Linked DNA regions of Mus musculus: regions 1, 3, 4, 5 and 6 are each linked to region 2. A link is a contact called in public Hi-C and promoter capture Hi-C data. All regions are on one chromosome and are shown on one strand. Each heading gives the region's core, a stretch centred on a gene start, on an enhancer-like site or on the middle of the called end of the contact. The rest is flanking DNA. Distances are from core to core; before and after follow the strand shown. Region 1 holds the start of Diras2 (DIRAS family, GTP-binding RAS-like 2). Region 2 holds the start of Cks2 (CDC28 protein kinase regulatory subunit 2). Region 3 overlaps Syk (spleen tyrosine kinase). Region 4 has its middle 9.9 kb from the start of Gm33168. Region 5 has its middle 29 kb from the start of 9430083A17Rik. Region 6 holds the start of Syk (spleen tyrosine kinase).

Evidence for each region. Promoter capture Hi-C pulls out the DNA fragments that hold promoters and counts their contacts. A called contact is a pair of places that touch in the nucleus more often than the background predicts.
Region 1: a contact with region 2 is called in a promoter capture Hi-C map of the HPC-7 cell line, with 3 times the contacts expected there. The contact joins the promoter of Diras2 here to the promoter of Cks2 in region 2. A contact is called at or near these places in 8 of 39 promoter capture datasets (the 3T3-L1 cell line, the HPC-7 cell line, cranial neural crest and 5 more) and 1 of 115 datasets of contacts at active chromatin or transcription factors (large pre-B cells).
Region 3: a promoter capture Hi-C map of neutrophils shows a contact between it and region 2, with 6 times the contacts expected there. The contact joins the enhancer-like site here to the promoter of Cks2 in region 2. A contact is called at or near these places in 9 of 39 promoter capture datasets (the 3T3-L1 cell line, the C10 cell line, the HPC-7 cell line and 5 more), 2 of 484 Hi-C or Micro-C datasets (myeloid progenitors and stem cell-derived neural stem cells), 4 of 115 datasets of contacts at active chromatin or transcription factors (T-cell acute lymphoblastic leukemia, bone marrow-derived macrophages, large pre-B cells and 1 more) and 2 of 9 other capture datasets (liver and macrophages).
Region 4: a contact with region 2 is called in a promoter capture Hi-C map of the HPC-7 cell line. The contact joins the enhancer-like site here to the promoter of Cks2 in region 2. A contact is called at or near these places in 5 of 39 promoter capture datasets (the C10 cell line, the HPC-7 cell line, HPC-7-derived erythroid cells and 2 more) and 6 of 115 datasets of contacts at active chromatin or transcription factors (the 230-238 cell line, astrocytes, bone marrow-derived macrophages and 2 more).
Region 5: a contact with region 2 is called in a Hi-C map of liver, with 3 times the contacts expected there. The contact joins the enhancer-like site here to the promoter of Cks2 in region 2. A contact is called at or near these places in 2 of 39 promoter capture datasets (cranial neural crest and liver), 1 of 484 Hi-C or Micro-C datasets (liver) and 5 of 115 datasets of contacts at active chromatin or transcription factors (embryonic limb bud, embryonic stem cells, epiblast stem cells and 2 more).
Region 6: a promoter capture Hi-C map of neutrophils shows a contact between it and region 2. The contact joins the promoter of Syk here to the promoter of Cks2 in region 2. A contact is called at or near these places in 9 of 39 promoter capture datasets (the C10 cell line, the HPC-7 cell line, HPC-7-derived erythroid cells and 5 more), 3 of 115 datasets of contacts at active chromatin or transcription factors (the 230-238 cell line, large pre-B cells and pro-B cells) and 3 of 9 other capture datasets (adipose tissue, liver and macrophages).

The regions. Positions count from the first base shown.
Region 1 is chr13:52,529,272-52,532,448 of GRCm38.p6, forward strand. It overlaps Diras2 (DIRAS family, GTP-binding RAS-like 2), which reads right to left and starts at 1,565. Exons shown (of 2, transcript NM_001024474.2): 1 at 1,149-1,565.
Region 2 is chr13:51,643,767-51,647,318 of GRCm38.p6, forward strand. It overlaps Cks2 (CDC28 protein kinase regulatory subunit 2), which reads left to right and starts at 1,466. Exons shown (of 3, transcript NM_025415.3): 1 at 1,466-1,705. The coding sequence starts at 1,647.
Region 3 is chr13:52,618,208-52,621,721 of GRCm38.p6, forward strand. Syk (spleen tyrosine kinase) reads left to right here. Exons shown (of 14, transcript NM_011518.2): 4 at 2,594-2,732. Among named protein-coding and RNA genes, the nearest start is that of Syk, 23 kb to the left of the region's middle. Within about 2 kb of position 1,509, at least 28 of the 459 cell types and tissues checked have an H3K27ac peak or open chromatin away from gene starts, as enhancers often do. A contact at or near this core is called in the HPC-7 cell line, bone marrow-derived macrophages, myeloid progenitors and 1 more, where this site is marked.
Region 4 is chr13:52,559,186-52,562,431 of GRCm38.p6, forward strand. No RefSeq gene overlaps it. Among named protein-coding and RNA genes, the nearest start is that of Gm33168, 9.9 kb to the left of the region's middle. Within about 2 kb of position 1,791, at least 5 of the 459 cell types and tissues checked have an H3K27ac peak or open chromatin away from gene starts, as enhancers often do. A contact at or near this core is called in the HPC-7 cell line, where this site is marked.
Region 5 is chr13:51,069,949-51,073,573 of GRCm38.p6, forward strand. No RefSeq gene overlaps it. Among named protein-coding and RNA genes, the nearest start is that of 9430083A17Rik, 29 kb to the right of the region's middle. Within about 2 kb of position 1,588, at least 104 of the 459 cell types and tissues checked have an H3K27ac peak or open chromatin away from gene starts, as enhancers often do. A contact at or near this core is called in epiblast stem cells and liver, where this site is marked.
Region 6 is chr13:52,595,195-52,598,369 of GRCm38.p6, forward strand. Syk (spleen tyrosine kinase) reads left to right here and starts at 1,688. Exons shown (of 14, transcript NM_011518.2): 1 at 1,688-1,860.

The DNA.
Region 1 (3,177 bases), core at 315-2,814, 890 kb after region 2:
GATAAAACTGAATAGTTTGCAATTTTAGGCAACAACAATTTCTTTTTTTAAAGTATGATTCCCATACAAATTTGTTAAATTTATTCTAATTTTATTCCCTTTTCTCTACCACCCACTCCACCTCCTCGAACCCAAATGCCAGTGGGAAAGAACACATCTAGACTGATCTGAGATCTAAAATACTTCAGCTTTTTTGCTGTTACTTAGAAAATAGTCATTTAAAATAATATTTTATGGGTTTTTTTTTCTTTTAAGCAAATCACAAAACTTCTGCTAGTATAAACTAGTATGCACGGGGGCCCGATTAAAAGCTAACAAGAACCAAAATGTGAAATGAATTCCTAAACAAGGCTGGCTGGGCACGGATTCCTCCACCCAAGTTATACTGTGTTCCACCTTTGAAGGCATGGAACAACCGAGATGTGTGGTGTCCAGTTCCAAAGATCCCCCAACCCCAAAGAATATGAACTGGGACATGGAATCGCAAAGCAGGGTGGGGAAGTCCAACCCTTGGGCAGCCAGCTGTCATTGTCCTCTGATGGAGACCCACGTTCTTCTGCCTGGACTAGATGCTGAGACTTGCCTGAGCTCCCACCGGGAGAAGAAGGGGAGTCCCGTGGATATCCCAAGCCTGGTCTTTAAAATAGGAAATGAGACATTGGGGCGGGTCCCTTTCCAGAGCGTTAAGTCTAGAGGTTGGGATCCAAACATCAGGAATCCCCTAGCCATTTCTTCTTGGCTCTGAATGTTTCTTTCTCTAGCTGTACCTCTTTAGGAGACTTTTCCTAAATCGATGGAATCTTCCGCATTCATTAGAATACCTGCAGTCAAAGAATTTCCCCAACCGCAACTCCTGTTAGGACGGGATCCCTAATCTTGGGTAAGACCCTGAGGTTTTGCCCCTTCAAAGCAATGTTAGGTGTTCAGTCTAACGTTCTCCCAACTGAGCTATGGCTTCGTCCTCGCCCTCCCCTCCTGGAAGGATGCAGGATGAGGCTGGCTGGTCCCCCTCTCCAAGTCCTGGGATACATACTGATCTTCAGCCCCAGAGAGTAATCCTGCTCCTCTGGCTCCCAGGACTGGCCAAAAGCGCCGGGCACCCGCGAGCTGTATCCAGCTCCAGCCGAGAGCCGTGGTGGCTTGCTTACCTGGGGAGAGCCGGCTCAGAGCCGCAGGTCTCCAGGCGCAGCTCCGGGACCCGCTGCGCGCAGCGCGATGCGGTGGCTGCTGAGGCGGAGTGCGCGCTGCTCCCGCCTGATGACGCTGTCAGCTGCCCTGCGCCCCGCACCGCCCTGTGCACCGCACCCCCAGTGCAATGTCCAGAGCCCTGCACCTCCAGTGCAACGCCCAATGCAACGTCCTGCCCCCTGTGCTGCCCCTCTCTGTCTGCCCCTCTCTGCCTTATGCACCCGCCCGAGCTCTCTGCACAGCCTTACAACCTCCAGCACCGCTCCCTGCACCGCCCGCACGCGCGCCTGGCCCTGTGCAGTCCTCCCACGCGGTGCTCTCTGGCTCTAGCCTCCCGGCCTCCGGCTCCACCCTCCTCAAGCTCCTGCAAGCACAGTGGTTGCTCGTTGCGGTGGCCTGCTTTTCACCGGGAGCCTTCAGCTGCCCTCTACCGAAAGCTTCTGGAATAGATGACAAGAGACTAGAATTTTCTGAAAATTAAATGAATCAAAAATCATTCCGTTGAAAGGACAGTGGATTCCTGTGTTTAAAACTATGCTCCTACCCTAGTGTACTTAATCACTGCTTACCACGCAATAAGACTTGGTCACTGGGCAAGGTTTCTGTTCCTGTAGCTGTGACAAAAACAAGCTAAGGAAAACTGGGTTTGCTCTGGCTCATAGTTCAGAGTAAAAAAGCAAAGCAGGAAAAAAAAAATCTTGAAATGGCTGATCACATCGCATCGGTAATCAGAACTTAGACGACTGTGGAAGCACGCTGCTACCGAGATCAATTTGTATAGTCCAGGATCCTGTACCCAGGAATGGTCTAGCCCACAGTCAAGACCGGCCTTTGCACAACACTTAAGTAATCAAGATAATCTCTCCTCCCACAAGCCTGAGGCCCGTCTCCAGGTGACTCTAGATTCTGTCAAGTCGACAATAGTAGTCACATGTGCTAAATCACAAGACAGCCTGTCACTTAGAGGTGCCAAGAAATTCCCTGCCTGAAAGGCAACCATACTACAAGAATTCAAGCGTTTTAACAGGACAGGGCTCTGACATCACCTCTTTGGGTAAGCTTGGGGGACCACGCTGCTCAGCAGCTTTTCATGACCATTTCAAAGAATTAACAGAGAGAGAGAGAGAGAGAGAGAGAGAGAGAGAGAGAGAGAGAGAGAGAGAGAGAGAGAGAGAGAGAGAGAGAGAATATGCTGTACTGACATTTTGTAAGCGCTGGACAGGAACATCTACCTATATCATACTTGCACTCTATGGCTGGAGGAAACTCTTTTTTTCTTTTTTTATCCTTATCTTTGTCCTTTGGTGATGTGGTAAAAGAATTACAAAATGGGGCCTGTATCTTCTAAATTAGGCTTAGCTTACAGATTCTGTAAGCTATAATATAGTCACTTTTCTGTTTGGGTAAGTTCTGGAGTCCTGTAATTTCAGAGGATATAATCCTTTGAAGTTGGTTTGCAAAGCAAATCTCTGCCCTGCTATTCACAGGAAACATGTTTGTTTGTTTGTTTGTTTGTTTTGAAATCTTACCTAAGATATGCTTTCACTATTTACAGTTAAGATAACATCTTTGTTCCTTAGTTCAGCTTGACTCTGGCCTTAGTGCTATGGCTACTAAAATAAGAAGGGAGTAGACCATTTTTAACAAGGCCATTTGAGAGTGGCCTTCACAAATGTAGCCCTACTTTGAATATGCCTGTGAGCAGGAAGTCCACATGTCCACAGTCTCTCCATTATGAAGGTCTGTGTATGACTGTGGAGATGACTCAGTTGCTACAGGACTTGGGGAGCACACACAAGAATCCGAGCTTGATCCCATGCATGCAAAAAAAAAAAAAAAAATTAACATTTTGACATTCTTGTAATCCCAGAGTTGTAGAGCCAGAGACAGTATTAGGGGACAGCTCGCTCCATTTTTTTTCTTCCTTTTCCTAGTTAAACATAATGTTAGAACTTGATTTATTTGTATACTGTTCCCTAACTGTGTGTT
Region 2 (3,552 bases), core at 216-2,715:
CATAACAGTGGCAAAATTATAGTTATGAAGTAGCAACAAAATATTATAAAGTTAAGGATCACCACTTGCATCAAAGGGCTGCAGCATCAGGAAGGTTGAGAACCACTGCTTAGATAGTAATTAAAGATCTTTCAGAACAGAACTCATACCTCCATATTATTTGTGTTATAGAGTGTATGCTTACATCCTCCTATTTACATGTTGAAATTTTAATCCCACCTGTTGTCTCACGTGATAATATCGGTAGGCAATTAGCACCTTTATTATTTTAGTGCTAAAAATAACTTTAAAGTTGTGCAAGAAGTCAGACGATCTTGTGTTCTCTTTAACTGAGGGCCAAGTGAAGTCGGGAAACCTGTCGTTAAAAGATTGCAGGCACCTGATTACCCAACTCTATAAAAAAATAAAATTGTAGTTACATGCTGACTTCCGTTTTTATTATTTTAGACAGGATCACACTTTGCTATCCTACCATCTGTTAAAGATATTAGGCTGAAGCTGGACGGTGATGGGGCATCCACTTTTAATCCCAGCACTGGGGAGGCAGGGGCAGGAGGATCGCTGAGTTTGAGGCCAGCTTGGTGTACAGAGCGAGTTCCAGGATAGCCAGGGCTACACAGAGAAACTCTGTCTCAAAAACAAAACAAAACAAAACAAAACAAAAAACAGCCGGGCGGTGGTGGCGCACGCCTTTAATCCCAGCATTTGGGAGGCAGAGGCAAATGGATTTCTGAGTTCGAGGCCAGCCTGGTTTACAGAGTGAGTTCCAGGACAGCCAGAGCTACACAGGAAAAGCCAGTCTCCGAAAAAACAAAAACCAAACCAAACTAAAAAAAAAAAAGGAGGAGGGAGGGGTGTTGACCTGGCATTGGAGTACAGGGATTAAAGGTGTGGGCCAGTACGCCCAGCTGCCGTGGGTTACTTTGTTATCCTAACAGCCACACCAGAGCAATTCATCCACTGCAACAAATCGCAAAAATATTAAAAGAAAAATGACACCTGCTCATTGTAGAAAATGGTTGTTATATGTAACTTGCTGCACGAAACCACGACTTAACACCCTTTCAACTTCCTTTTACATGAGCACATCTTTTTAAGATGGGACTAGCTCGCAGCCAAGCGTAATTAGCGTTGCCATCAGGGGCAGCGGAGGGCACCTTACCCTCTGGAACGCTCCGCAGCTGGACTTCCCTGACCACAGAGACCGCCCCCCAGGCGTCTCGTGCCGCTCCGGCCCCCAGAGCCCCGGATACCTCATCTCGTGTCCGCCCACCACCCAACGGTTCTGCCCCCAGGCACGTTCTAAACCACTGCGCACGCGCTGCGAGGCACTTAACGACTCGGCTCCGCCCTTCTCAATATCTCTTGGGGTCGCCGGGCGCTCCTCGCTGAATCGTTAGCCAATCCTTACTCCCGCCCTCGCAATCTTGCAACAGGCTTCTGATTGGTTACCTGTCCTCGAGGTCTGCGCGGAGCGTGATTGGTTGGTGGCTTCGCCCAATCGGCGGAGGGCTGTCGGATTCAAATCCAGAGCGTTGGGCCTGCGGTCGTTGGCCTCATTCGAGTCGTTGCGTCGGCCCTAGGCGGACGTAGAGCCCCTTGCGCCCGGTTTCCTGATCCCGCTTACTCCTCTGCGCGCCGGCAGGATGGCCCACAAGCAGATCTACTACTCAGACAAGTACTTCGATGAGCACTACGAGTACCGGTGAGGAGCGCCTGCGGAGGAGGGCCGCGCTGGGAGGTCAGACCTGGTGGTCGGGACTCGGACCCCCTTAGAGGCCTCCGTCCGTCCGGGCAGCCTTGCTTTGTGTAGTGTTGCGGGGATCGCAGGAGATGGGGAGTCGTTAGATGGGTGGGCAGCGCCTAGTCTGGGAGTTCACGACCGCAAACCGCACTGGCCCGGACTGGCCGGGAGGGGAAGTCCCCGGAAACGCACCCGACGGGCATTATCGAGTGTCTGATGGGTAACGGCTCCAGACGCTGTAACACGGGGCGTTGTTAAAGGGCTTCAAGATCAAATTGAAAACTCGAGATTGCCTTCGGAAGGATTGGGGTGGTGGTGGCTACGTTACCTTCAACTGCTAGTCCATATTGGCCACGTTTGGGGCTTTTGAGGAAGTTTTGAGTTTTAAATCCTGAGATGCGCAGGAAGGTAGTACCTACGTTAATATAATTAGCAAATGGGATTGTGGAAAGTAAGGGAGGATTGTAGTTAACTTTATTGTATCCCTTATGACTTGGGGTGTGGTTTCAAAGGCCTTTCCGTCGCTGGGTTCTTCTGGGTTGGGATTAGAGCGTTGCATTCTGGGACACAGTCAAGGACTCCAGGTGGGTAAAACCTGTTCCTCCCTTGGGCAAATAGTGACCTTGTTTTCTGTTTGCTGCCCTTTTAGGTTAGTGTCCAGAATGCTGTTTGAGGGATGAGACACTTTTTAAAAGAGTGGCTTCACCGCCCCACCCCCCATTCTCTCAGTCCGCTAGTGTAGAAGTCTTCACAGCCAGAAAACTTTTTCCAGGCTGTTTGACGATGCACTAATGCTATAAACTTGAATGTTCTTAAGTAGGGAAGTCTCATGGGTTTTTTTTTTCCCCCTTACTAAAAAATTTAAATACATAACAGTCTTTACATAGTAATTACAAACTTCACAATGGTAACCATGTGATAATTGGCTTAATATTTGGTCGTTATAGTAACTCAGAACTTGGTTTGGAAATATCCAAAAATGACCGAAAGTAATTGTACTGTCTTTCTAAATTAGGCAAATAATTATTTGGATGGAAATGTTTAGCATATGGGTTTATATACATTTCTTTAGTTGTCAAAGTGAGATAGTTTTAGTTTCTAAACTTGGAGTATATAAGTTGTGCGTGTTTTGGGGAGCAACTGCTGGTCTGTCTTAAGTATTTTACTCCAATATAAAGTAGGAGCTAGTTTATTACCCACTGGAATCCAGAGGTCAAAAAAAGTGTTTTATTTTGAAACATGAAGTGTTTAAGCTTGCTGTTCTGCCTTAGCAGTTGCTGAGATGGTGGGTGTGTTGCCACACTAGCTTGAGCTTAACTGACCAACCTTTACAAAAGAATTAGAGAGGTGCTCTTGACAGGGACTGTGTACTGGTGATATGACACAGAGGTGTGAGTCTAGGGTGTTTTGTTTATAGTAGAACTATGTGTGTTGGATAAAGTTCAAAACTTAGTGATTTTGTGAAGGGGTGATTACTAGGAACAGAGTAGACTGCTCCTCAAATATCATGGGAGTCCTTTTGGGCATTTTTGAGGGAGTCTCCATAACCCAGGGTGTCCTGGAACTCCATGTAGACAGCTCTAGCTGCATCTGCCTTACTAGTCCGGGGAGGGACCTGTGTGTCATCAGGCCCAGCCTGTCCTTACAGAAATAAAATGGAGGATTTCTTTGCACTTGAGTCATATATTGCACTTTTTGTATTCCAACAAAAACTGGGTTCTGAGAATAGTTTTCCTGGTACATGATCAGTAGTAATATACAAATAAAATCATGTACATTATAAATGACCCCATATGAAGTGCAGCCTC
Region 3 (3,514 bases), core at 259-2,758, 970 kb after region 2:
CACAGCGTTTCTGTACCAAATGTCACTTATTCCAGGATCCCTGTCTCCTGTTTTCCTAGCCTTCTTGGAAAGGCTACTGTGCATTCTTAGCTCTGAGCAATGATCATTTTCCCACCTATTATTCCCCTCTCTCTTCACCTCTCTTTCCTTCCCCTCCTCTTCCCCCGCCCATCTTCCATCCTCTCTCCTCCTGCCCATTCAGACATTTTCCCTCCCCTTTCAACTCTGACCCCATCACAGATGCCCCTGGACGATAGCCACAGAGACTGAGTGGTACTCAGGCTGGAGTGAACCTGCTGTCCTGCTCTCTCTGTATCAGATGCAGACCGCATCCCTAGAGTTTTACACACCGAAGCCTTCAGTATCTCATTATCTCCCAGGCCCTCCACTCACTGCCTGGTCTCACCACCACCCACACATTCTTTTACCCTGGAGGGCACACAAAGGTAGAGAAGAGGGTTAAGCCCTTCCAGCAAAAGTCACACCCTCCTCTCTCACATCTATGAGGGGCAAGTTCAAGGTCTGTCTGCCGAGCATGCACGTACATACACATACACATTTCCTCCTACTACTTACCGAACTTCCCTCTCCTTACCGCTCCTCTTACCCTCCCCCTTACCCTCCCTCTCCTCCTCCTCTCTCTCTCCCCTTACCTTCCCACTTCCCCTTCTTCCCCCTCCTTTCTTTCTCTCTCTCTCTCTCTCTCTCTCTCTCTCTCTCTCTCTCTCTCTCTCTCTCTCTCTCTGTATTCTATGCCTACTTATGTGTGTTGATGTGCATGCCCATGCATGCAAATGCAGATGCCCAAGGAAGATTTCCAGAATCTTCCTCTATCACTTCCCACTTATTCTTCTGAAACAGGGTCTCTCTCTGAGCAGAGGCTCACTGCCTCAGCTGGGCTGGTCAGCCTGGGAGCTCATAGCATTTGTCTCTCTCCAACCTCCGTCGCTGGGCTTACAGGCACATGTGAAGATGTCCAGCCTGATTTACCGCAAGTGTTCTCACCCACTGAACCATATCCCAGCCCCTTACACGTGTGTGTGTGTGTGTGTGTGTGTGTGTTTTCACACATTGTCCTTTCTGCAAGCCAGCACACATTGTGAATGGTTTCCCTAGAAAACAGGCTCAACCCTTTATTCATATATGGTGTTTTATTGTGTGACTGGGCGTTACCCAATGACCAACCAGGCTTTTATCAGCCACATAGTCATCCCAAAGGAGTTGGCACCTCAGGGTGCTCGTGACTGACTGTAGGAGGGAGGAGGTGTTTCCACAGTGGTGAAATTTCAAAACACAAATCTACGATGGCGGAGAAGGGTCTTTCACCCTTCACCAGCTTCTCTGAGCTTCAAGCAGGGGCCTGGAGGGAGCCCTGGCCACTCTGCCAGGCAAGCGCCATTTCAAAAGAAATCATTCGTAAAGTTGCAACCTCCTCCTACTTTGAGGAGATGGGTATGGCAGGAGAAAGGGAAGTGAGGTCACTTCCGGTCCCAAGGCCCAGCTCAGCCTGGACTGTGGCTGTGGCCTTGATGTTGTGTGCTTGGAGAAAGCTGTACAAACCACCCCAGTTTACAGACACCCTTCTCCAGGCTGCTGGGACTTGATTGAGCTCTTCCCAAGTCCAGTGCATTTATGCTGGATGCTCTGAAAATTCATCTTCCTTCCTTTAGCAAATGCAGAGGCCACAGAGGCCTCAGGGACTCCCAGACCGCAGATGTCCCACGGACTCGCCCTTCCCCAGATCTCATGATTAGAACGCATGAGTTGCTGGAAAGGCGGCGAATAGCATGGCCTCAGAGGAATGAGGCTCTGAACTGGGAGAGTCACACCTCCTATTGCCATGCCAGCCAGATCTCACCTTCTCCGGGGCCTTCCTAAGTACTGATTCCTCCTATGATGTCAGGACTGCCTTGTGCCTGTGTCTCGAGGTTCAAGGGTGCACCTGTATGTTGTCACTCGCCATGGGGGCCTGAAGTCCTACATGTAGCTCCTGGTACCAGTGGAACAATGAAGTCTCATTCACCTACAGACGCCTCAGGCCTTGGGCTGTCTCTGTTGGCTCATGCCACGTGGCTATCATTCCCGTCTCAGGTGGGGGATGCTACCTGCTAATGTCAAACAATGTCTTAAACCCGGCCTTGGCACTGAAGAGAAAGGGAAGAAGACCATAGGAGTAGAAGAGTTCATAACCTCCTTTGTGTGCTCCAGAAAGTTCTGTTAACAAGCTCATTAGACTCCTCACCTGTCCTTCACCTGAGTCTAGGGGCTTCACAGACACCCCAAAGCCTGTGCCTGTGGCCCTGAGCCACACCCCCCCAAGCTCTTTCACTGATCTCCAAAGCGCCATGGCCCTGCTGGATCTTTGCCATAGTCCATCTCCAACCCTTGGCGTTTCCCTCTGGCTAACTCGCTGGCTCTGGTACAGAGCCCTCCTGTCATCTCGAGGTCTGGGTGCTGCGTGCCCACCACCTGCCCATTTGCTGGTGCTGGAGAGCACCTGCTGCCCACCAGGGCCACCAACTGTAGTGACGGTACTGCTTCCTAGGTCAAAAGGTCGCAGTAGGGGTAATATGGTGTGTGCTCTCTCTCGCAGGATCAGGGCCAGAGACAACAGCGGCTCCTATGCTCTGTGCCTGCTGCACGAAGGGAAAGTATTGCACTACCGCATTGACAGGGACAAGACCGGGAAGCTCTCCATTCCTGAGGGGAAGAAGTTTGACACCCTCTGGCAGGTATGTCTCTGTCTCTCTGTCTCTCTCTCTCTGGACTCACTTCTGTGTGTCTCTGTATCTCTCTCTCTTTGTCTGTCTGCCTCTCTCTCTGTCTCTCTAGACTCTTTCTTTCTCTGGACTCTCTTCTCTGTCTCTCCCTGTCTGTCTCTGTCTCTCTCTGTCTCTCCCTCCCTCCTGGAGGGCACAATGCAGACCCACTGGGATGCTAGTTCCAAAACTCTTAGGAACAAGAGGAGGAACGAGGCTATCTGTCCCATACCCTCCATCAACCCACTTTCTGATTTCTAGAAGACTTGTGTGAGAAATGTTCACACAGACCGTCATCAAGTCAATGAAGCCACAAACAGGCTCCGTCACCTGGTTAGAGCCATAAGTTCCTGGTGCCTCAAGATCATGTATTTTAGGGCAGCATTAAGAATTTGACAGAAGGCCATGCCATCAGGGACTGGAATAACATGTGCATGCATGCACACACACACACACACACACACACACACACACACACACACACACACATACTGTAACTGATCAAACAAAAACCCTAGGGACTGTGACCTAGCTGGTCCTGGAGCTCTGAAATGCCAGGGTAGACACTGAATTTCAGGTGACATCCCAGTGGATAACCAATATGGGAAGCACCCTCCTAGGCAAGCATCCTCATAGCCGAGCCACCACAGGAAGTTAAAACAGCTTAGAAAGCAAGTCTACTCTTCCTGGGCTGCAGACAGCTGCCTGTCCAAAGAGCACCCCATACCTGCTCTGCAATGTGTTCTCAACCTAGC
Region 4 (3,246 bases), core at 541-3,040, 920 kb after region 2:
TAATACTCCACTTGGTTAGGATTTATGGGAAAGCCCACGTTGTCGCTTGACAATCAATAATAACCTGAAATTTTGTCCAAGTCGTAGTATATTGGCATGTATCATTTTTTCGGCCTGTCTTTCTAGAATGTAATGTTTTTTACTTACATATTATAACAAAATGCACATTGAATATGCATTTAACTTTTTTTCTTAATTATACGTGTGTGTGTGTGTGTGTGTGTGTGTGTGTGTTTTCACACATGGGTACCTGTACCAACGTGTCTGTGGAGGCCAGAAGAATGCTGACAAAATCAGACCTCTAGACAACCCAGGGCTGAAGCTTGCTGCCCTTGCTGATGATGAACCCATATCTGGGGTCTCGGTGTGGTCTTCACAGAGTTCCAGACTGCCTACACATGTTCCAGTCAAGGACACTGAAGGGAAGCCCCATGAGACAGTTGTTCATAATCAAGTCACACAGAGCAACCAGGAGGTGCCCAGCAAGCTTCTTGGCTCTCCCTTTTGCAAGGAAGGCTAAATGTTGTATACTATTCATGTAGAGACAAGACGGAAGAAAGGCTGTTTTGCTAATGGAGGAGAGTTATTGATAATTAGGATCAACAAATTATCAAATGATGTAACACAGTACTTTCTGAAGCACTTGCATTTACACAGATAAGAGCTCAAGAGGAAAGTCCAAGTGTGGATGGATAGAGCAGGTTCAGGACTGTGTTCATCAAGCACCGCCATCTTTCCTGGATCAACAGCAGTCTCAGAGACAGTCACTGCACAGCGGGCCAAGGACTCTAGTTAAATACCAGTGTCTGCATTCTCTACTGATGGATTCCTCTCTGTAAGGACTCCAGCTCTCCCTTGGAGCTACAGTTGTGCACTAAGATATTTAGATTGCATCTTCTGTTTCTTCCTGCAGATAGACATCCTGTCTTTAAAAGCATACAGGATATCTCGCTGGAAATGTGCAGCATAGAGAGATGGGATACATGACACATACCTATAGCCGTAGCACCGAGGAGGTAGCACCTGCAGCATCAGGGGTACAAGACTGGCCTGGGATGCAGAGTGAGTTCAGATCAGCCTGACATCAATAAAACCCTATCTCAGAAAACAAAAACAACAAAGAAGGAAGGAAGGAAGGTGTTATAGGACTTTTCCAGGAGGGACACTAGCAAATATCTGCATAACCCTGATAGAGCATCAACAACAGAGCAGAGACAAGTCACTGAAGTCCAGCTTGGCGAGCTGATGAGTTGACTGGTGACTTCAAGGCAACTGCATCACCACAAGCCCTTCAAGGCTGGGGTGACAACTCACCAAAGCTGCATCTCCTCAGAGCCACTGTGTGCCCCTTTCTGTCTTTTCTGTCTGACTGTGGCATCAACAACAATCCGTTTACGCCAAAGGACAATCCATCACCAAGCCCCCTTATCCTAAACTTGAAACTTTTTAGTTATCTCTCTTTTGTTTACGGCACACAGAGAAATACATTGCTGTATTCTCTGAAAGTTGCTGAAGGAAGAGCCCAGATTCAGATATTATTGCAAAGACAAGGAGTGTTTATTCTGCAGAAACAACCTGCATGCAGGGGTCAACCACTCTTCAAAATGGTGACCCTAGACAAAGGCACACAGGGAATTAGGGGAATATTCTAGAAGGACTAGGTCATCTAAAGTTTCATTGGTGGATGCTAGGGGTTACAAGGGTCAGCTTCTGATCGGTTTGTGCCAGGGGGTCAGTGGTCTGCATTCCTGTGTCATGAACGTTTAACCACAGGACGTGATGGGACTACCCATCCTGAGATAAGATATTTCCCCGTTTTTTTGTGGTTATCCCCAGGCTGTTCTTTGGAAGGGGGTTTCTGACCTTGTTGCTGGGTTTTATGGTCTGTCCCTGGAGCTGGTCCAGCCTTATGGCCTTCCTTTTGAAATCAGGCCTGGGCCTTAAGTGGAAACAAATGAGGTTTGTGTCTTCCTTTCCAAAGCTTGCCCAGATTCCGACTGTTACCGTTTGCCACAGGCCGGAATGCCTATAGTCCTGTTATGGAGAAAGGAAATGTAAAGCAGAGATCTCTGACAAGCATATATGCCTGCCATTCCGCAGGCACTGCAGCCTTACTAGAGATCTCATAGCCGATGTTCACCTGTTTAACAATGTTCCTGGAAAAGAAACCCATAGCGGTACTTGGATGGAGGGTTTTAAGGCACCTTATTTAAAGGCATTTTGATTAACATGAAGCATTTTACACCATCTCATTTTCTGTCACCCTTGGATGCTCAAAGCGCGGATGAAACACAATCCGTCGGCTTCTGTCAGCCGACCGTGTTTGCCAAGCAGCACTACTTTTGCTTTCTCTGCGCATTGACCCATGCCACAGCTGGGTGGGTGTTTTCCAGGGCAACACCAGTTTGCAAAGCTCCTCCATTTTGGTTGGACTGTAACACTTCATGGAACAGAAGGAACTTGGTTCCCAGAACCAAAGCAACTCATTTCTCTATATCCCTGCCTCCCACACCAACATAATCAAGTCTCAGTAACGAAGGCCAAGAGAGAGGCTGATCCAGCACTGTGACTTTCATTAGCTCACTGCCCCCTGGTGACCCCCTTCCCACCCACCTTGCAATAAAATCTGCAATAAGGAATGTCTACTCTCCTTGGAGTGGGCATAACTCTTCTTAGATCCCCTGCCTGCCATGCTGCTGGCTGCTTGTCTGTCTATGACACAACAATCTTAATAAGCCTATTAGCCAAAAAAAAAAAAAAAAAAAAAAAAAAAAAAATTTCTCTAGGTCTTCCTCCTTGAACACTAAAACCCCAAACCTTTCAGTGGATGAAGCCTGCATTTCATTAAATTATTAGGAAGAGGGGGAGGAGGAGAAGAAGAAGGGGGAGAAAGAACTTCAGAGTTGAGTCCCCAAGTTTACAAGTTTCCTCAGTCTGTCAAACATGAAAATTGGAATTTGTCACAAGAGATCTCAAGCTTTTCCTCACTGTATCCCACTGGGGCAGCTGCTGAGTCACTTGGCAGAGAGAGCAATCTCTTTATTGTAAAGCTTTCTCAACCACAGAAGCCCACTCTTAACTTTTTATATTTTTGTTATTCAAATCCATGCAGCAGGCAGACAGGAAGTATTTACTCGCTGAAATGCATACAATTTGCATAGCAAAGAAATGGCAGCCTTTCCATTATCATAACAATACAGAATCGTTCTGCCCGGAGCCAGCGGAGTATGAATATAGCAGCCAGGG
Region 5 (3,625 bases), core at 338-2,837, 570 kb before region 2:
TTTTCTACTGTTAATCTGCCTTTTGTCAGGTTAATTAGCAAGGCCCCAAGAGAAAAGCCTACAAAGGCTGAAGGAATAACTTTTTCCTCCTTCCTTTACACTGCAAAGTGGTGGCAGTCTGGTGGCCCACACCTGGTGACAGCAGCTTCATGGCACTGACATATATGTATATGTATGTGTATATACATTTCAGTGTGTGTGTGTGTGTGTGTGTGTGTGTGTGTGTGTGTTGATATATATCTGGTTAACAGTGGCTCCACTTGGCCCTGGTGATTGTGACTCAGTGGTAGAGTACTTGCTTAGCATGCATAAGGTCCTGGCTCTGTCTCCACCACTGCAGAAAGACAAATATCTACTTTAAAACCGAGTGATGGGGATGTACAGTTGGTAGGGAGCTTGTGGCATAATCAAGATGTGGTGCCCTCCTGCCACCCCAGCATTCTAGGACTGGTGGCAGAAACGTGAGAGAAGTTCAAGGTCTTCTTGAGCTACCTCGCAAGTCTGAAGCTAGCCTGGGCAGTATAAGACCCAGTCTGAAAACAAAAGCCAACTAACCAACCCCAAACAGCCCCTCCCCTTGTTCCTTCTGCAGGTGGCTGGACAGCTGTATCTTCCACAAAGAGGAGGGACCCAAGGAAGCAAGAGTAAATAGAGAAGAGACTATCACCATAGTGACCAGCTTTGTTTTTTAGATAGAGTCTTACTGTGGAGCCTTGGCTCTCCTGGAACTCACTATATAAATCAGGCCAGTCTCAAACTCACAGAGATCTCTCTGCCCTTGCCTCTTGAGTTCTGGGATTAAAGGCATGTAGCACCACGCCCAGCTTCTCCTAACTTCATCTGGGTGTCTCTGTCACAGCTAAGTGTGCTGGTGTCTGCATCTCCATGCGCTCCCATTATGGTGCATCTGTACCTTGGGTTTTTCTGGGAACATTCCAAAACCACCTTAGATGAGCACTGTTCTCAGTCACACTTGACTCAGGATGCTTACAATATATGTATTTAGATAGACAGATACATAGATGATAGATATATGCATGTATAATAGATTAGTTAGTTACCTAATTGTGTGTGTGTGTGTGTGTGTGTGTGTGTGTGTGTGTGTGTGTGCAGGTACCCTCAGAGGCCAGAAGAAGGGATAGGATACCTGAAGCTGCAATTAGAGGCTTCTGTGAGATGCCCAACCTGGCTGCTGGGAACTGAACTGGGGTCCTCCAGAGTCATCTCTCCAGTCTCAGGATGGCTAGAACTTATGCCGAACTGAGAACAGCAACTGTGAAGACGTAGCTGCTCTTGAAAGATAAGCAACAGGAAAGGGGCCTTCTTCCAAGGAGGGTTCCAAAGACCTAAGCAGCTAGCCTTTCCGGAACTTTCTGTTGTGGTTTGAATGTAAAATGTCCCCTATAGGCTCATAAATTTGGATTCTTAGTCCCCAGGGTTTTGAAAAGTTGTGGAACCTTTAAAAGGGCGGAGCTTCATCGGAGGAAGTAGTTTAGTGATTTTGCCTTTCGATTTGTTAGCCTAGGCCCGGTCCCTGTCTGTCCTCTGCTTTCTGAACGCAGACACAGCGTAACCAGATGCTTCGTGCTCCTCTGACCTCTGGACACATGCTTTACCACGTGCATGCATGCCTACACTCTGGACACAACACACACACACACACACACACACACACACACACCCCAGAGACAGAAAGTCACAGAGACACAGAGAGATTTAATAAAAGGAAACCCATTAAGCGATAAGCTGGACCAGCAGTGAAAGTAGGAGCCTTATAGTCTAGTAGTTTCCACATTTACAACGTTAGGATCTGGGAAATGGAGAGAAGCTGGGGATACAGCTCAGCGACAGACAGGATATGTGTCAAGCATGCGAGAAGGCCTGGTCTTGAGTCCCAACACCCCAAACAAGCTGGGGCCAGACAAGTTAAATATTTATCAAGCCTTTTGGGAACTCACATCCATGCTTGGCAAATGCTTGGAAGGAAGCCCAGTCACCTAGAATTCGTTTCTGAATGAGTAACTGCGAGATGGTCTTTATCCAAAAAGGAACATCTGGATGCTTGACCGCACTTTGTTCTGTTTCAGACCAATCTGGCATTTGTAGCTCTGTCCCCTCCCGACACACACCCAAGACTATGGTTTTAAAACGAAAGCTGTGCCTCTTCCACAGCTGCCTCCTCTTCTTCTTCCCCTTTTCTTCTTTTTCCTTGACAGTTGGGCTCTCTGTCCCCATCTCTGAGGTCAAGAGGAAGTGACACTCGCCAAAATGTGAATGTGTGAGTTAGCCTCACCAGAGATAGCCATGCCTAGGATGTATGAGCATGTGAGCTCCACCTTAGCCATCATGTTAAATCCATCCATCATCCATACATATGTAATATATATATATATATGTATATGTGCCTATGTGTATATATGTACATATGTCCATCCATCCATCTATCCATACATATATCCATCCATCTGCACATACATACCTTTAGTCCATATATTTATATTCTGCTTTGTGTTTTTTTTTGTTTTTTTGTTTTGTTTTTGCCATGCAGGGCAAATGAACCTGAGTATTCTCCTGCTGCAGTCTTATTCTGAACTCTATATCCAGCGCTTTCAAGCACTGACACAAACCGCGTGTTACGTAAACACTGTAATTCACTTCTCCCCATACATTGTCTTTCATATTTGGAAGCTATTTTCTACAGAACTCTATTCCATTTGTTTAGCTGTGGCGATCACGTGTTTCCATGTGCAGTTTATGGTCTTGTCAATGGGGACAGCTCAGAAGTCTTCTGCCCTACCTCCATAGCATCGACAGTGTCTATCAAAGCTCCTTGGAGACTGGGGCTGCAGCTCAGTTGGTACAGTGCTTATCTATCATGCTGGAGGGCCTGGATTTCAATCTTAGCACTGCATAAAAACAAGCATGGTGGTACATGGAAGAGGCTGGAGGATCAAGAGTCCAAGGCTATCCTCAGTTACATGGCAAGTTCAAGACCAACCTGGACTCCCCGAGACCCTATTTCAGAGAGGGCAAATGGAATCCCTCTTCACTGGTAGTGGGGATTCCGTTAGTCAAACACGGGCTGAGAAGCCTCCCAGAGAAGGCCACTCACCAGCAGTACACAGTGTAATTTGCTTGCGCAGTGATTGATCTTCCTTAGCGCTGAGCACTGAGTGCCGGGACTCTGCGGAGACTGAAATCAGTGTCAATATTTGCACCTTTCGCTCTAGTGCGCACTGCTTTGCTTAATTGACCGATATGCATTGCTGGCAGCACTCGGATGGTGGATTATGAAAGTAACATTGACCTCTATCTGATTTGTGCTGGTGCAGGAATCAACCCAGATTTTTCTTTCTTTCTTGTCTTTCTCTTTGCAAAAGACTTGATTTTTTTTTTTGTCCCCCAAGGGGGAACAGTTGGAAAACTCTTTCCCATGTAATAACTCTCAAACACAGAAAATAGCTGAGTCAGGTGAAATAATATTTCCATGTCCACATGCTGGCAGCCTAAGCTCCAGGACATGATGTGCAGAGTACATGCACACACACACACACACACACACACACACACACGCACGCGCGCACATGGACACATGGACACATGGACACAACTTTCTCCAGCCCCA
Region 6 (3,175 bases), core at 438-2,937, 950 kb after region 2:
TGCATAAGGGAAACCCTGACAAAATGGAAGACAAAAAAGGACAAAGCCACTATTGTGGTCTGGAATGCCAGTTCCTCTCTTTCTATAACTGATAGCTCAAAAGAAAATTAATAGCCATGATGAGACCAGAGCAACACTGTCAACCAGCCTGACATTTGTAAGACATTGACTCTAACAACCAAAGTAGGCATTCCTCTCAAGCACTCAAGGAATATTTACCAAAATAAAGTACCTGCTTGGAAAACCCACTAAGCTTACATTTAAAAAGCCACGTAAATTGTTTTTTAGAACACAACAAAATCAAACCATATATCCATAACAAAAAAAAGTATCTGGAAAGCGAATAATGGGCTTTTATATAACCTGTGAGTTGATAAAAGTCTCAAAAGAACTCTTAAAATATTTTACCTAGCATACAGATGAGAATTCAAGGCCCTGGAGGATTAGCTCAACAACCGGGTGCACTTGTTGTTCTTGCAGAGGACCCGTGTTCAATTCCCAGCACCCCACTGACAGCTCACACTGTCTGTAACTCCATTCTCAAGGTATCGGCTGTCCTCTTCTGACAACCATAGGTACTAAGCACATGCATGATACACATACACATATGTAGGCAAAATGCTCATATACATAAAATAATGATATTTTTTAAAAAATAAAATATGCTATACCAACATTTTTCAAATGATGCTAAAAGTAGTGCTTAGAAAGAAATCCCGAACACTAGGCCCACTGCTATAACAAAATCCTTGAGACTGAGTGCTTTATAAAGAAAGGGAGTTTAGTTTGGCTCGCAGTTTAGGGCTTAAAAGCCCAAGTTCAGGCTGCCACGTCAGGTGAGCCCCTTACATGGCATGACATCCTGGCAGATGGCACCACATGGTGGAAGGCTGTGATGAATCATGGTTGTGGATGGGACCAAATTGGTGGGATGACCTTGCTTGATAACAATTCACTGTCAAAGTAACTAACTCAGTTCACTGAGACTTAACTTAGTCCTCTGAGATAGCCATTAGTCTTTTCCAAGGCTGGTGCCTCAGTGAACTCGCTCCCTTGTACCTCAGAACCCACCTCTCAAAGGTTATGACACTCGAATGTGCCACACCTTAGCCAAGCTCCCAGCACATGAACCCTGGAGCGGCATACCCAAACCCCGATGATGTAGAAGATAAAGAGAGCTGTGTCAACTCAGTCACCTATAGTTTTAGGCAAGGATGTGCTCTCACTATAGGAAATTAAGTTTTATAAGAATTATCAAGAATTACAGTACATTAAGCCTAGGCCACGATGGTCAAAGGAGGTAACATGGTAAACTCTGAAGCCAAAAATAGGAAACTAAACAAAAATGAAGAAAACCTACTTGGAGCCTTTAAAATGATCAACAGAATTAGTAAATCGTCAAACATGATATACAGTAATATAATGAGAAGAAAAATTGACATACCCTAAGCTTGGCACACAGTTTTAGCCAGGTTGTGTAGCTTAGGTCTAAGAATCAGCGTGACAATCCTGGTCAAGAATCGCCAAGATCCTCCTCCACTGGCAGGTGTTTGTTTGGGATCCCTGCCTTCTGACTGTAACTTCATTTTGACTATGAAATTATCAAGCACCACCCCCCCCCAACACACACACACCCTCTTACTTCTGCTTTCTGGCTTGTCTTGCTTGCTGACACTTTGAGGAAAAGCCACTTCCCTAGTTACAGACACCACTTAACAGCAGGAAACCTCCACTTGCTCTCCTCTGCCTTCTCTCCATTGCAGCCATTCCCATTTTCAAGACTGCCAGTCTGGTCCTTTCAACGTTCCATGCTGCCTGGTGCCCGGGAGCCCAGGCCTTCTGTGACTCCAGGACAGGAAGGTAAGTCAGATCTGTAGCAATCAATAATGGCGACCTCATGGCTCTCTGCACCATGGGTGGGCATTAGAGAGCACGCCAGTATCCGAGTATGTGCTTTCCTGGCCGATACCGTCCCCTGGGCTACATCATGCCCTGGCTGACATTCGTTCATCTTGAGCTATGGAGTTGATAATTACTGCAGTTCTCACATGGCAGAGACATCTTTCTTCCCTGAGCACATAGCCGGTACTTTCTTTAAGCACTGGGGTTAATTCGTGTCTTTAGATACAGCTGTGAAGTCTCGGGAGTAACTCCACTGTAATTTCCTGGAATATTTCATAGTCAGGAATTTCAGAGAAACCAAGATTTCCTTGAGCAGGTGTGACAGGTCCTTTGTGTCGAATGTGGGTCATTTGGTTTCTCTAGAGGCCTTGAGGACCCTGTACATATTGTCCTTGTGAGGTGGGCAGATGGGGAAGTAAAAATAGAGCCTAGACAGCAGCAGCTTCAGCCAGGCCCCCACGGCCTACTGAAATGGAGTTTGTTGGGCACAGCGTTCACTGTGGCCTCAACCCCAGCCACCCAGCTGGGATTCCCTGGGATGGGACTTGGGGTGGGAACCAGAAGAATACTGTCACTTGGCTCTCCACCTATCCTGAGTACTTTGTCCCAAGATGATGGCAGGAAAAATCAGGAGACAGTCTTATCAGGAAATGTCTGCAACTTGGTCGGTTGTTGGTATTTTATGTGTGAGTGTATTTGTGTATATGTACATAGCTGTACATATGGTGTCTGTGTGGTGGAGAGAGAGATGTATATGTATATATGTATGGTGTATGTGTGTGTTGTGTGTATATACACCTGTATGTATGTATGTATGTATGTATGTATGTATGTATGGTGTGTATATATGTGTATATATATATATCTTGATGCGTATGTGTGTGGTGTGTGTGTGTTGTATGCATATATGTATATACCTTTATGTGTATGTGTGTATGGTGTGTGTGTGTGGTATATATATATATATATATATATATATCTTTATGTATATGTGTGTGTGGTATACATATGTATGTGTATATACCTTTATGTGTATGTATTGTGGTGTATGTTGTACTTATATATGTGTATATACCTTTATGTGTGGTGTATGTGTATGTGTGTGTGTGATATATACATATACATATACATATACATATACATATACATATACATATACATATACATATACATATACATACTTTTATGTATGGTATATTTATGTATGTCTGTGTATGTGTGTTTGTGTGTGTGTGTGTGTGTGTGTGTGTGAGAGAGAGAGAGAGAGAGAGAG